Regions from separate parts of the Sminthopsis crassicaudata genome. Here region 2 is linked to region 1. A link is a contact called in public Hi-C data. All regions are on one chromosome and are shown on one strand. Each heading gives the region's core, a stretch centred on a gene start, on an enhancer-like site or on the middle of the called end of the contact. The rest is flanking DNA. Distances are from core to core; before and after follow the strand shown. Region 1 holds the start of AHSA1 (activator of HSP90 ATPase activity 1). Region 2 holds the start of POMT2 (protein O-mannosyltransferase 2).

What was found. A called contact is a pair of places that touch in the nucleus more often than the background predicts.
Region 2: a Hi-C map of hippocampus shows a contact between it and region 1, with 2.1 times the contacts expected there. The contact joins the promoter of POMT2 here to the promoter of AHSA1 in region 1. A contact is called at or near these places in 2 of 2 Hi-C or Micro-C datasets (fibroblasts and hippocampus).

Annotation. Positions count from the first base shown.
Region 1 is chr2:310,601,110-310,606,718 of ASM4859323v1, reverse strand. It overlaps AHSA1 (activator of HSP90 ATPase activity 1), which reads left to right and starts at 1,253. Exons shown (of 9, transcript XM_074289893.1): 1 at 1,253-1,636; 2 at 3,933-4,123; 3 at 5,035-5,117. The coding sequence starts at 1,458. It overlaps VIPAS39 (VPS33B interacting protein, apical-basolateral polarity regulator, spe-39 homolog), which reads right to left and starts at 1,682. Exons shown (of 19, transcript XM_074289890.1): 1 at 1,544-1,682.
Region 2 is chr2:310,737,931-310,743,643 of ASM4859323v1, reverse strand. It overlaps POMT2 (protein O-mannosyltransferase 2), which reads right to left and starts at 2,162. Exons shown (of 21, transcript XM_074289898.1): 1 at 1,800-2,162; 2 at 397-481. The coding sequence starts at 2,059. It overlaps GSTZ1 (glutathione S-transferase zeta 1), which reads left to right and starts at 2,363. Exons shown (of 9, transcript XM_074289899.1): 1 at 2,363-2,500. The coding sequence starts at 2,483.

The sequences.
Region 1 (5,609 bases), core at 4-2,503:
TTGCAGCTGTGGGGCTTTAGAAGAACACCAAGCCATCTCTTAATGGTGCAGTCCCCTTTAACCTTTCTGAGTTTTGTACTTAGGTGTGGTCCTTAACAAAAAAAGACTGTACAGCAAGAAAGATGAAGTAAGCAGAAGTGGGAATAAAAATTACATGGTACAACAGTATAAAGTGAAAGACATGATAAGAAAACAAACAAAACCAAATGCTGTAAAATTATGACTATGCTTGGTCCCAAAGAAGAAAAAGAGATTACATAGCCTTGCTTCTTTAAATGAAAATAAATAAATAAATAGATGAGGAGATAAATAAATAAATAAAGGGGTTTGGAGCTATGTGTGTGAAACACTGCATATAATGTTTGATTTGGTTGGAGTGCTGGATTTTGAATTTTTTTTCAATAGTATTTTATTTTTCCAAATACATGTAAAGATAGTTTTTAACAATCATTTTTGTCAAACTTTGTTGAACTGTTAATTTCTATTAAAAGAAAAAAAAAAGGAGGGGGGAAGATATGTTGGGAAATAGATGGGGGAAAAAACAACACAAAATTTTTAAAGAGGGTTCAATTCTATAGTGGGTGGAAATTATAAGGAAGTGAGTTAACAAACCTACCAAAAAAGCATTCAAAAAATAAAATCCCATGTACCTTAAATATAGAAAAGAATTCATCTAAGGATGAAGGATGCTAAGTCCTGGGGAGATATGGTTAACCTTCTTAAATCGGTGGGACAAGGGCTAGTATCCGTGCGTTTTCACTTGCAGTCTCTAACTCTTCATTACATGGAAGCAGATCATTACAATGGAAATAGTAATGGACTTTGGAGCTCTGTCCAACATACACCAACCCCAAGCAAATGCAGCTGGGGGAAACAACAACCTTAGTTCAAGTCGGCGTTCGAAACCCTCTTCTCTGGGCACGTTTCCTCCTGGGTCAAACGGGAGAATAAGAGCAGTTACCTCCCGGGAGTGCAGTCAGGGTTAAAGGAGAGATTTGCAATTACCGAAGAAGCCGCGCTGCAGACATCTCATTTTATCCTCACAATAGCCCCGGGAGGGGAGTTATTATCCTCATGCTGCAGATGGACAAACTGAGGCAGAAGTGATCACAACTTGCTCAGGTCACACACCTGGGAGTCTGAGGCAGGATTTCAACTAAAGAGCTTTCTGATTTGGGGCTCTCTCCACTCCGCCCCCATTCGCCCATACTTGGACACTGATAACTGCAGAGAGGCCCGTTCCCACCCGCCTGCAGGAACTAAGAGGAGGGGACGGGAAAGGTAGGGGTGGGGGCGAATACCGGGGGACAGGAAGGGGCAGACCTAGGGGGCGCTCAGCAGCCCCTGCTTCCCTCAGGATTCCCCTGCCTTCCCCCCAGACACCTCGAGGGAGAAGGGGAAGGCATCCCAGAGGGACGTGAAGGGAGGGGACGTTAGTTTAAGGAGGGGACGAGAGAATGTCAAGAAGCCACAGCGAAAACTGCGCAGTGGCCAGCGGGGAACCGAAGGGCGAGGGGCACAAGGGGCGGCCTGAACCCCTTACCTCTTCCGCATCGGCCCCTCCCTCTCAGGGCTCCGCAGCAGTCACTCAACCTCAGCCCGCCGAGCCTTCCTCGTCACACGACGCAGCCCAAAGGTAAGGGGAAGAGGGAGAGAAGAACCATCCAGGGAGGGGGTCCGGCCGCACGGCATGCTGGAAGTTGTCGTTTTCCTCTCTCCCCCTCCTTTTTCCGGCTCGCCCTCGACTTTGGTCCTGAGGACTACAATGCCCACAAACTGAATTGGGCAGGGCGGGTGGGCTCGGGACGCTTCCCTATTTTGCAACGCCTTCTTCCGCCGGACATGGAGGGGGCAGGTAAACAAAAACTACAATTCCCAGAGAGCCTCGCTCAGTGCTTTCACCCCTCATTGCGTGGGTGAGAAGCCAGGAGAAGAGTTATAGTTTCCGGCATGTGGTACAGATGGGTTATCCAGGGTTCTTCCCACATAAGTAATTGCATATGTGCACTAGTCGTGAGGGAGAGGGGCGGTTTAGCAAATGGGGAATAGGCCGGAACCCTTGGAATTGGGGCATCGTGCCCCGCGGAAAGTTGGAGCGGAAGTACCTGGTGGAAGTAGGCCGAAAGAGAAGTAGGAGGAAGAGGAGGAGGAGGAGGAGGATCCGGAAGCTTGCGGAGGAGAGCGGAGAAGGTTGGGCTGGGGTGGGGGGGGAAGGTGGAGGGAAAAGCGAGCCGGGAGGCGCTGCGCCCGCTTCTAGTAATTTCCAGGCGCTGCCGGGCGGCTGGGGCCGGGGCCGGGCGGGAGCCTGCGGCAGTAGAATCCGAGACCAGATGGCCAAGTGGGGCGAGGGTGACCCACGCTGGATCGTGGAGGAGCGGGCAGACGCTACTAACGTCAATAACTGGCACTGGTAAGTGCAGGAAGGAGCAGTGGCCGGAGAGGGGCCTGGGCTCGGGCGGCCCCGGAGCGGCGCTCTGCCCGGTGCTCTGCTGCATGTGGAGCGGGGACCGTGGGGATGGAGGAGGAGGAGAGGCGGCCCCCGGACAAAGCGTGGCCCCGGAGACGGCGCCCTCCTCGGCCCGGGCAAACTAGCCTTCCCTGGAAGCCGGGCCCGGTCCGCGCCGGCCCCCGAGCGCTTGCAGAGGAGAGTTCCGGGGACGCACGTTTCCTCCCCCCACGTGTTGGTGAAGGAGGGTGGGATCCGCCACAACGAGACAGCCGGGGAATCGTGGCGAGAGCGGTGCCAGGGGACCTGGGCAGAGGACGTCCTCGGGTCCGTAATGCCTTCTCTCTCGTCCCCCGGAAGGATCAGCCCTGTGCTGAGGGACGCGGCCCATCGCCGCGGGGCTGGAGAGCTCCCGCCTGGGTCACCGCGGCCCGGGGATCGGGCTGCTTCTCCCTCCCGGGCCTAGCTCCAGTGTCATTTCCTTAAGGCCGCCTTCGCTGGACGAGCCTCTCCTCCACCCCCTTTGTCGCTCACACACCCCCAGAAGCGCTAGCCTTCCTCCGAATTCTTTGTGCCTCCTCGCAGCGCGCCGGGCTTTGTTTTAGTTGCCGTGGACGGCTCCCAGTGTTAGCACCGAAGGGTATGTGGGACTGCGCGAATGCCCTAGCCTTCTTCTCGGACTGCTGCCGTACTTGTTGAATGCATGAGTTCTTAGTTTTCTGAAACAGCGTGTTCGCGTTCCGTGTTTTACAGACAACCACGCGGATTTTTTTTATTGACTGCTCTTTGACATGTAGGTGAAAAGAATTTGTGCTGCCCCGAAGCTCTATACGAGGAGTGTTAGCGGTACTAGCCCTGTATTCTCTCATCTTTACCACTCTGAAAGGAGCAAACAGGTTGCGTTTTAAAAACCATACCCCGCTCCCTTCTGTGGTACCAAACTGCAAAAGGACCTCCCCCAGCTCATGGTGATTTCCAAACCACCGCCCACCTCTGGTTGTGTTTCTTTGTTAATGTTTCCCAATTGCATTCGAAGGTGATTCTGGGGCGTGCGGGAGTTTTCTGGGCCCCAAGTGTGACACCTCCTTTCTCACGGTGTGATGCAGGGCTACTGCTTGTTAGCGCAATCACTGGTCCGGGCCTCCCACTGACCTGTTACTTTATTACTACTACTGTACCCACAAACCGTACTTCTGAGTTTGGTAGTGTCTTACAAATATAACCGATCACAAGGGGAATTGCTTTGAGTGTCAGGTTACTCATATCAGAGCACATGGTTAATAAGTAGCATTATAATACTTAGAAACATTGTAGATGAGGGAGAAGAAGGGGGTGGGTTCATTGGAATCCCATCTCTGGATATTTAATAACTGGACGATTTGATAAATTATCTGAACCTTAGTTTGCTCATCTGTCTCTTCATACAGTGGGTTGATTCTAAACAGTTGCTGTCTAGAGGATTCCATGGTTGTGTTCTCCTTTTTAGGACTGAGAGGGATGCTTCAAACTGGTCCACCGACAAGCTGAAATCCCTGTTTTTGGCGATCCAAGTGCAAGGAGAAGAAGGCAGTTGTGAGGTGACAGAAGTGAGCAAGCTCGATGGAGAGGCATCAATAAACAACCGAAAGGGCAAACTCATCTTCTTCTATGAATGGACCATCAAACTGAATTGGACAGGTGGGTGCACACCAGCTTTCTGGAAGGGTAAGGGTGTCTGTATTTTATTTTGAATGCTAATGACTCCAGCACCTGGCACAGAACTTTGTTCATAGCTGTCACTTGGTAAATATTTGTTAAACAGCTGAAAGCTGTTTGTTACAACCTGAAACCATCTTTGTGAGAAATACGTGCTGCCTTGAAGCTTTGTGGAAGGCACATTAGTTGTATATTCTAAAATCTCTAACTCTGTCAGTCAGTGAACAAGTTGCATTTTTTTTTTTTAAACATCCTCCAGATTCCTTCAAACAGGTAAGTACGTCTGTCTCTAAAATAATATAGAACGTTTCATTTGTGCTACTTCTAATTTCCTGGGCATTAGGGAAAATCTTAGTTCTAGTCAAGGTCTCCAATCAATATTTCTCTACAGTACTCACTTCACAATTTTTCATGAAGGATATTTGTGATCGTAACCTGCTTGCCACTGAACCTTCTTTTGTGATATCTAGGGAATGAACTCTAGAGAGAGGCAACATGGCATAGTGAATAAAGAAGTGTTTCTGATGTCAGGAAGATTCGGTTTAAATCTTGCTTTTGACATACTGGCTATATTAAATAGATTGAATAACTTAGACAGCTCTAAGCCAGTTGAGCCAGAACAAATGTGAGTTTGTTTTTAAGAAGAGTTACTTTACTGATTTCCTAATGAAATCAAGAGTCTAATAATAAAGTTAAGAAATCTAATGTCTCAAGCAAAAGTGGAGTAATAAGAGTGTTTCTGTTCAACTTGTGGACTGGACAAAATAATCCAAAATCACAGATCTTGATCTCATTGATAATGATTAGAGTTAATGGGGGACCGTGAGTGGCAGAAGCCTCTGCTTACTAAGAAAAGAAGCAAAAGGATCTGACAAGCAAAATTTTGTTGACAGGTACTTCTAAGTCAGGAGTGAAATACAAGGGACACGTGGAGATCCCCAACTTGTCAGATGAAAACGACGTCAGTGAAGTGGAGGTTTGCATTTTCTGATCCTTTATCTCTTAAGACTTCCTTCCTTCCTACCTCTCTGCCTTTTTCCCTCGTCTTTTCTTTTTTCTTCCCTTCCTTCTTTTAAAAGAAATGACAATTAAAATTGATACAGGATTGAGCAAGGCATTCAGTTTTTCTACCACATGACTATTTCCAAGAACTTTAAGTCAGTTGAGATCTTACAAAGTAACTTTGACTTAATTGTAAATGTAGATTTTTATCATACATTATTCTACTTTTCACCTAAAGACTTTTGTTTTCTAAAGCTGTCCACCATTGCCTTGACAGAAAAAGACCTTGGAAAGAATATTTCAAATGGGCCTTCTATATCAGGCAGGGTATCGAATCCCAGTATACATGTTTTCTTTAAAGATCTGGTCCGTAATCATATAACTGCTTAACTTTTACATTTAGCACCAAGGGTAAGAAGATAATTGCATAAGCCTCTCAGATTATTTACTGTCTGGTTCTCCATAC
Region 2 (5,713 bases), core at 913-3,412, 140 kb before region 1:
AGATGGCAAAAATTTTAGGGTAGTAGGACAAAGTGAATGAAGAAAAAATACCAGGGGAATAGATTTTGAGTAGGAAGAGTACTATCTCGGCAAGTTAGCCTTGATTCAAGGTTCCAACCCCAAATTAAGCTGAAGCATTTCACCAATTCTTTCCTTTTTTCTACTTTAAAGCAGGGGAAAAAAACCAAACCCAGATTCTCAGAAAGAAAATTATCCATCAGGGTGGGAGTAAGGAGAGAGGTTGGAGGGGCGTGGAGATGACAGGAGGGCTTCGCTAGCTCACTGTTCTTGAAGGCTACAGTATGTGACATGGTACCTACCCCAGAGAACCAACCAACCACGCAACTAACTGAAGAGACTTCACAGCCCACACAGCAAAAAAACAGAGCTCCTCACCTTTCCCAGAGGTGGGTGAATATCAAAGAAAAAGGTCCGATTGATATAGTAACTTCCCATTTTTCCAAAATGAGTTTCATCCCAACTGCAGCAAAAAGAAAAGAAAAAGGTGACTTAGTAGTAACAGCAAACTATCCAGCTCCTGCAATTATACCTTTAAATGAGCTAGTATAAATCACGTCACATCAAAGTAAGGATGGTTCTCCTTGTCTGCTCTCTTCCTCTCCTCTCAGGTTCAAGAAAAGGTGATAACGGTGGTTATCTAACGGTATGAGATGGTTTTCTAATTCAGTTTCTATAAGCACAAAGTTACCCACAAGCCACACATGTGCTAGAAAATGTTTTTATTTCTCATGGAACGTGGGCGGGGAAGGTTGTAAACATCATTAGGATTCAAGACTGCATCACAAATTATTATCTCTTTAAGCAAATGAACAGATGGGCGTTCCCAAAGCTATACTTGAAGACTGGTTCATTAATCCTCCGCTTTGCCTAAATTACCCTTTCCTGCTTCATTTTTCACATCACCGTTTAGTTACAGTAACCAAGAAGCAGTTGGATTCGTTGGCCATTTACAAGTTGTACTAGGCGGCAGCTAGGTGGCAGCTAGGTGGCGCAGTGGACAGAGCACCAGCCCTGAATTCAGGAGGACCCGAGTTCAAATCTGGTCTCAGACACTTAACACTTCCTAGCTGTGTGACCCTGGGCAAGTCACTTAACCTCAGCCTCAGGGAAAAAATAATAATAATAATAATAAACAAATAAATAAATAAATAAAAGTTGCATTAAGGTCTAATTGAAGCCCAATTTTTTTAACCTTCTGTAAAAGAAATATTCAACTGAATATTTAAACAGAGAACCAAACACAATCTATTCCTACGAGGCAATTCCAGAACTTGTTTCCCAGAAATCTTGATATGGGAACAAGGGCAAAAAAAAATCTCTGCAGCAGCTGCATAAAAATTTAGGATAGTACCTGGTGAAAACAGGTGTCTCAACGCCTTTCTCTAAATCACTAGACTAAATTTACTGCACATGGAAAACTGGGGGGGGGGGGGAGGGGAGGATCCTAAATGCATTAAATAATTTATGTATTGATGGTTAATAAATAGGGGAGAGGAATCCCAAATCACTTTTTAAAAATAGACTAGCAAGACAGAAAATATATATTCTTTTTTTCTAGGTAGGAAGTTTTACACAGACTGACAAGCGGAATAGAATGCTGGTGTCTCAGCCCTGAAAAATTCATTCATTCAACAGGTGAAAAGTTTTTGTAGAATAAGGCTGAACCACCCACTCATTGGCAAGCCTCTCCTCCAATCACGGCTCGTCCCCTTAACCTGCTCAGCCAATCATACGGCTACTCGTCCCCTCCCCGTTGCCATGGTGTCCCGGCCTCTCACCAGACGTGCGCCGGCTCGTGCAACCGGTGGAAGCGAGTGGCGAAGGCCAGCGTGGTGACCGCGGCTAGCAGGACCCACCCCATGACCTGCCCGGGGATCTTTGGTTTCAATTGTGGAGTCAGCTTAGGGCACAGGCCGCTATCCCCGGCGGCAAGCTCCGGCCCTGACGCTGCAGCCCCGGAAGACTTCATCTTGCCGCGGCCCCGACGGAAGCGAAGCCCGGACTCAGCCGGGCCTACTCCCACCGCCGCCGGACTCATATTTCCTCGGTTCGGTCCAGGCCCGGAGAGAGCCCTTCTCTCCTCTCCCGCCTCAGCACGAGGCGGCCTGGGAAATGTAGTTCTCCCGTTGCTAGCTCCTCCCTCTAGCCCAACAATAGTCTATAGCGTGGGGCATTGTGGGAATAGTAGTTCTTAGCAGGCACCCCGGAAGTCTTAAGCAAGGCACAACACTATGGGAAAGGTAGTTTTATGTGCTGTCGTGTTAGGAAGGAGAAAATGAAAGGAAAGAGTAGGGAGAACTACCACTCCCAAGAGCACAAGAAAGCCCCTAAAATATAAAAGGAATTTAATCCAACCTTGTTTAAAGGGGTTGGATTAAGAAACAGATCCAGACAAGTCAAGTGGCTTGCACATGCTGTCCGGCGAGTCCCAGGCGTGAAGTTTCTTGAGCACAAAGGGTCCATGATGCAGGCAGGAAAGGTCTGTGCACAACTGGGAGGGCTTAACGGAGAGGCCTAGATGTTTGGGGTTCGGGGGAAAATGGTGGCTTTCTCTCTTTTGGCTCTCTCCCTCCCATCCTGCTCCTCTCCCCACCTTCCGTCTGCCCCAGAACTAAAGCAAGCCACCAGAAAGCGCCCTTTGTCCCTCCGGAGTAGCGATTTCGACGCGCTCTAAATCTGAGGCAGCCCCAAGTGCATCCTGGGAAATGTAGTTTCGAGGACTCCAACCCTTAAAAAAAAATCTATCTAAACTAGCTCTGCGAATACACGGAGTCTCATCACAGCGCCCTCCGCTGGTAGAGACCATTGAAGCCCAAAAAAAGACGATTACTTACAAGGACAAAAGAAAAGAATCAACCACAAAATCAGAACTAATTATAATCATTTCTGTAGTGCTTTACAATTTGCAAACTCCTTGACAAACATATCATTTTATCCTTTCAAAACCTGGAAAACAGGCAGGATTATTATACCTATTTTGCAGATGAAGAAACTGAGTCACAAGAGAAGTTAATAGACTTGCCCACGATCTCTCAGCTAGGACAGAACAGACACGGGATTTTAACCAAGGCGTTTATCAAGGATTTATCCAACTGGCTGCTTCAAAACCTAGTAATGAGGTCTCCTGACTCCCAGCAAGGACACAGATATTAGAGTCCCTCCTCACCGAGGCCTCTCCCTATTCTTTTATTTATTTAGGTTTTTTTTGACTAGGTGAGAGGCCTCAATTGCTACCCAGCCTTAATCACTTGAATGGGTGTTGCCTCAAGACCTTAGTTTCTCCCCAGGCACCCTGGCCATCTCCAGGCACTGGACCCAGTTGGCTCTGCAGGGGAAGGTGAGGCAGGTGACCTCTCTCACTTAAATATGTTTCATTTGTACATCATGGCATCGCCTCCCAGACTTCATTCTTCGAGAATGAAGGACAATTTGGAGTATATTTTTTCCTGTATGAATGAGGTGGTAAAATGGTTAGTGAGACAGCCTCGCAACTAAGAGGACTTGGTTCAACTCTGGCCCTCATGCATACATTTTTAAAAACAATGCCTTGTGTCAGAAACTTAAATGTCAGCTCATCTGTTTGGCTTTTAAAGCACAGAGTGCCACAGCTCCTTTCCTATCTTTCCAGTCTTCTTATACTTTTCTCCATTACTTTACCATCCAGAGACCCTAACCTAACTGTTCCTCAAACAAAGCACTCTTAGCATGATGTCTGGGACACAGTGTGAGCTTAGTAAATGTTTGTGGACTTGACGGGAGGGGCTCTGGTCCACTCTGAGAGCTTTCCTCAGAATTCACTGGTCCACCATTCAGGAAAGCTGGGAAAACACAGGCCTTCTGGCAGTTTGGTGACTCAGTGGAGAGATTGCTGGGCCTGAATTCAGATCCAACTTCAGATGCTATCTCTATGACCCAGTAAGTCACCAACTGCTGTTTGCTTTAATTCACTGGAGAAAGAAATGAATGCCAGGCACTCTTATCTCTGCCAAGGAAAACACCATACAGTCATAAAGAGTCATCACTATCCCTTCAGACCAGCTCCCCATTTGCAAACATGCTAAAGTTATATTCAAAGGAAAGAAACAGAATAGAAATCATAGAATGGACCATTTATCCCAAAGTTGTATGTAAATCCCAAGGGTCCCTTACAGTCAGTCTCAAATATAGGGGTTCTGGCTAGTATCCTTCCCTACAGGTCCTGTCATGTACAGCTGCTTCTGTCAGTGAAAAAGGGATTTTTTTCCCTTTTTTTCCCTGGCATTCCTAATGACTCTATCAATTTTTCAAGCCAGGCCAGTAAGTTTCCATAGAGTTCTAGTTACTCTATTTCATTTTTCCAATGCAAAAAATTGCAAAAATATTTCCTAATGCTGTCATGATCTTTTTTTTCTTGGAGGCAATAACGGTTAAGTGATTCACCCAGGGTCACACAGCTAGCAAGTTGGATTTGAACTCAGGTCCTCCTGACTCCAGGACTGGTACCCTCCCCTCTAGTCTTCTAATCAAATAGTTCATAAATCAGTATTTACTAAATTGGTCCTGTGTACCAGGGATCATTTTTGTTCTCTCCACACAAACTCCTTTTACTGTTACATGATAAACATACCCTATTTCCTTCAGTTGCTCCAGTGAGAATCAGAAGGGGAGGAGGCAAATATCCCAGAATTCCCTTACATACATTGTTTCTTTCCTAGGATTTAACTTTAAAATATAAATGCTGCTCTAACAGTGGAGAGAATTTATCTGATCATTTAGAAGTGAAAAAGGACTGAGGATCTGGGAGAAAAGGTACTGACAGGCCATAATGGGGAAGGGGATGCTGAAAAGACCATTGCTTCACAGTTGTGTCTTCAGCTGACTCACTTTGTACAAGAAATGGATTCAGCAATCCGATGAGAATGTTGGGAAAAGGAAACTACTAAAGCTGAGACCTTAGATGTCCTTCTTTCGGAGACCCAAAGGCCAACCACAGCATGGTCCCCATTGGCTCCTACATCCCCCACCCTCTTATTAACTCCTCCCCTCACAAAGCAAATTTTGAGGGAAATTCCTCTGTTCAAGGGTCACTGGAACAGAATGGCAGTTCCTGAGAAGGTAAGGTCCCAGGGAGATACAGGCCCTTTGGTTCTCAGCAATGACAATCTTTATTGTCTTCAGAAACATATTCCTTCCTTTTCCCTCTCTACCCCAAAATAGAGTGAATTAGTTTCACTGAAGTCACAATCCCCAAAAGGAGGAAATAGACCCTTGTGACCTAATTGGGAGAAACCCTGTAGCCAATACCTCTTCCCCAAAATATCTCCTTTATTGCCTTGTGAAGTTCTCGCCAGCAAATCCCCCAAAGATCCCTGGAGACTTTCCTGACCCCAAAATATCTCCCACCCTGCAGCCTCAAATTGGGCCATTACCGAATTCATTTTTTTGAATTCTAGTTATTCTATGTCATTTTGTGTGTTTGTATGTGTGTTGCTTTGTTTATTTCTGTAATACTTGAAGATTTACAAATTGCTTTCCATAGATTATCCCTTAGAACCTCTTTATCCCCATTTTACAGGTAAAGGAGTGAGAAGGAATGAAATAATTTTCAAATAGTCACCCATAGCTAGTAAGAGTGAGAAAGGAAAGGAACAGTGATCATATGTAAGGGAGTCCTGGGATATTCTCCTCCTCCCCTTCTGATTCTCCTTCAAAT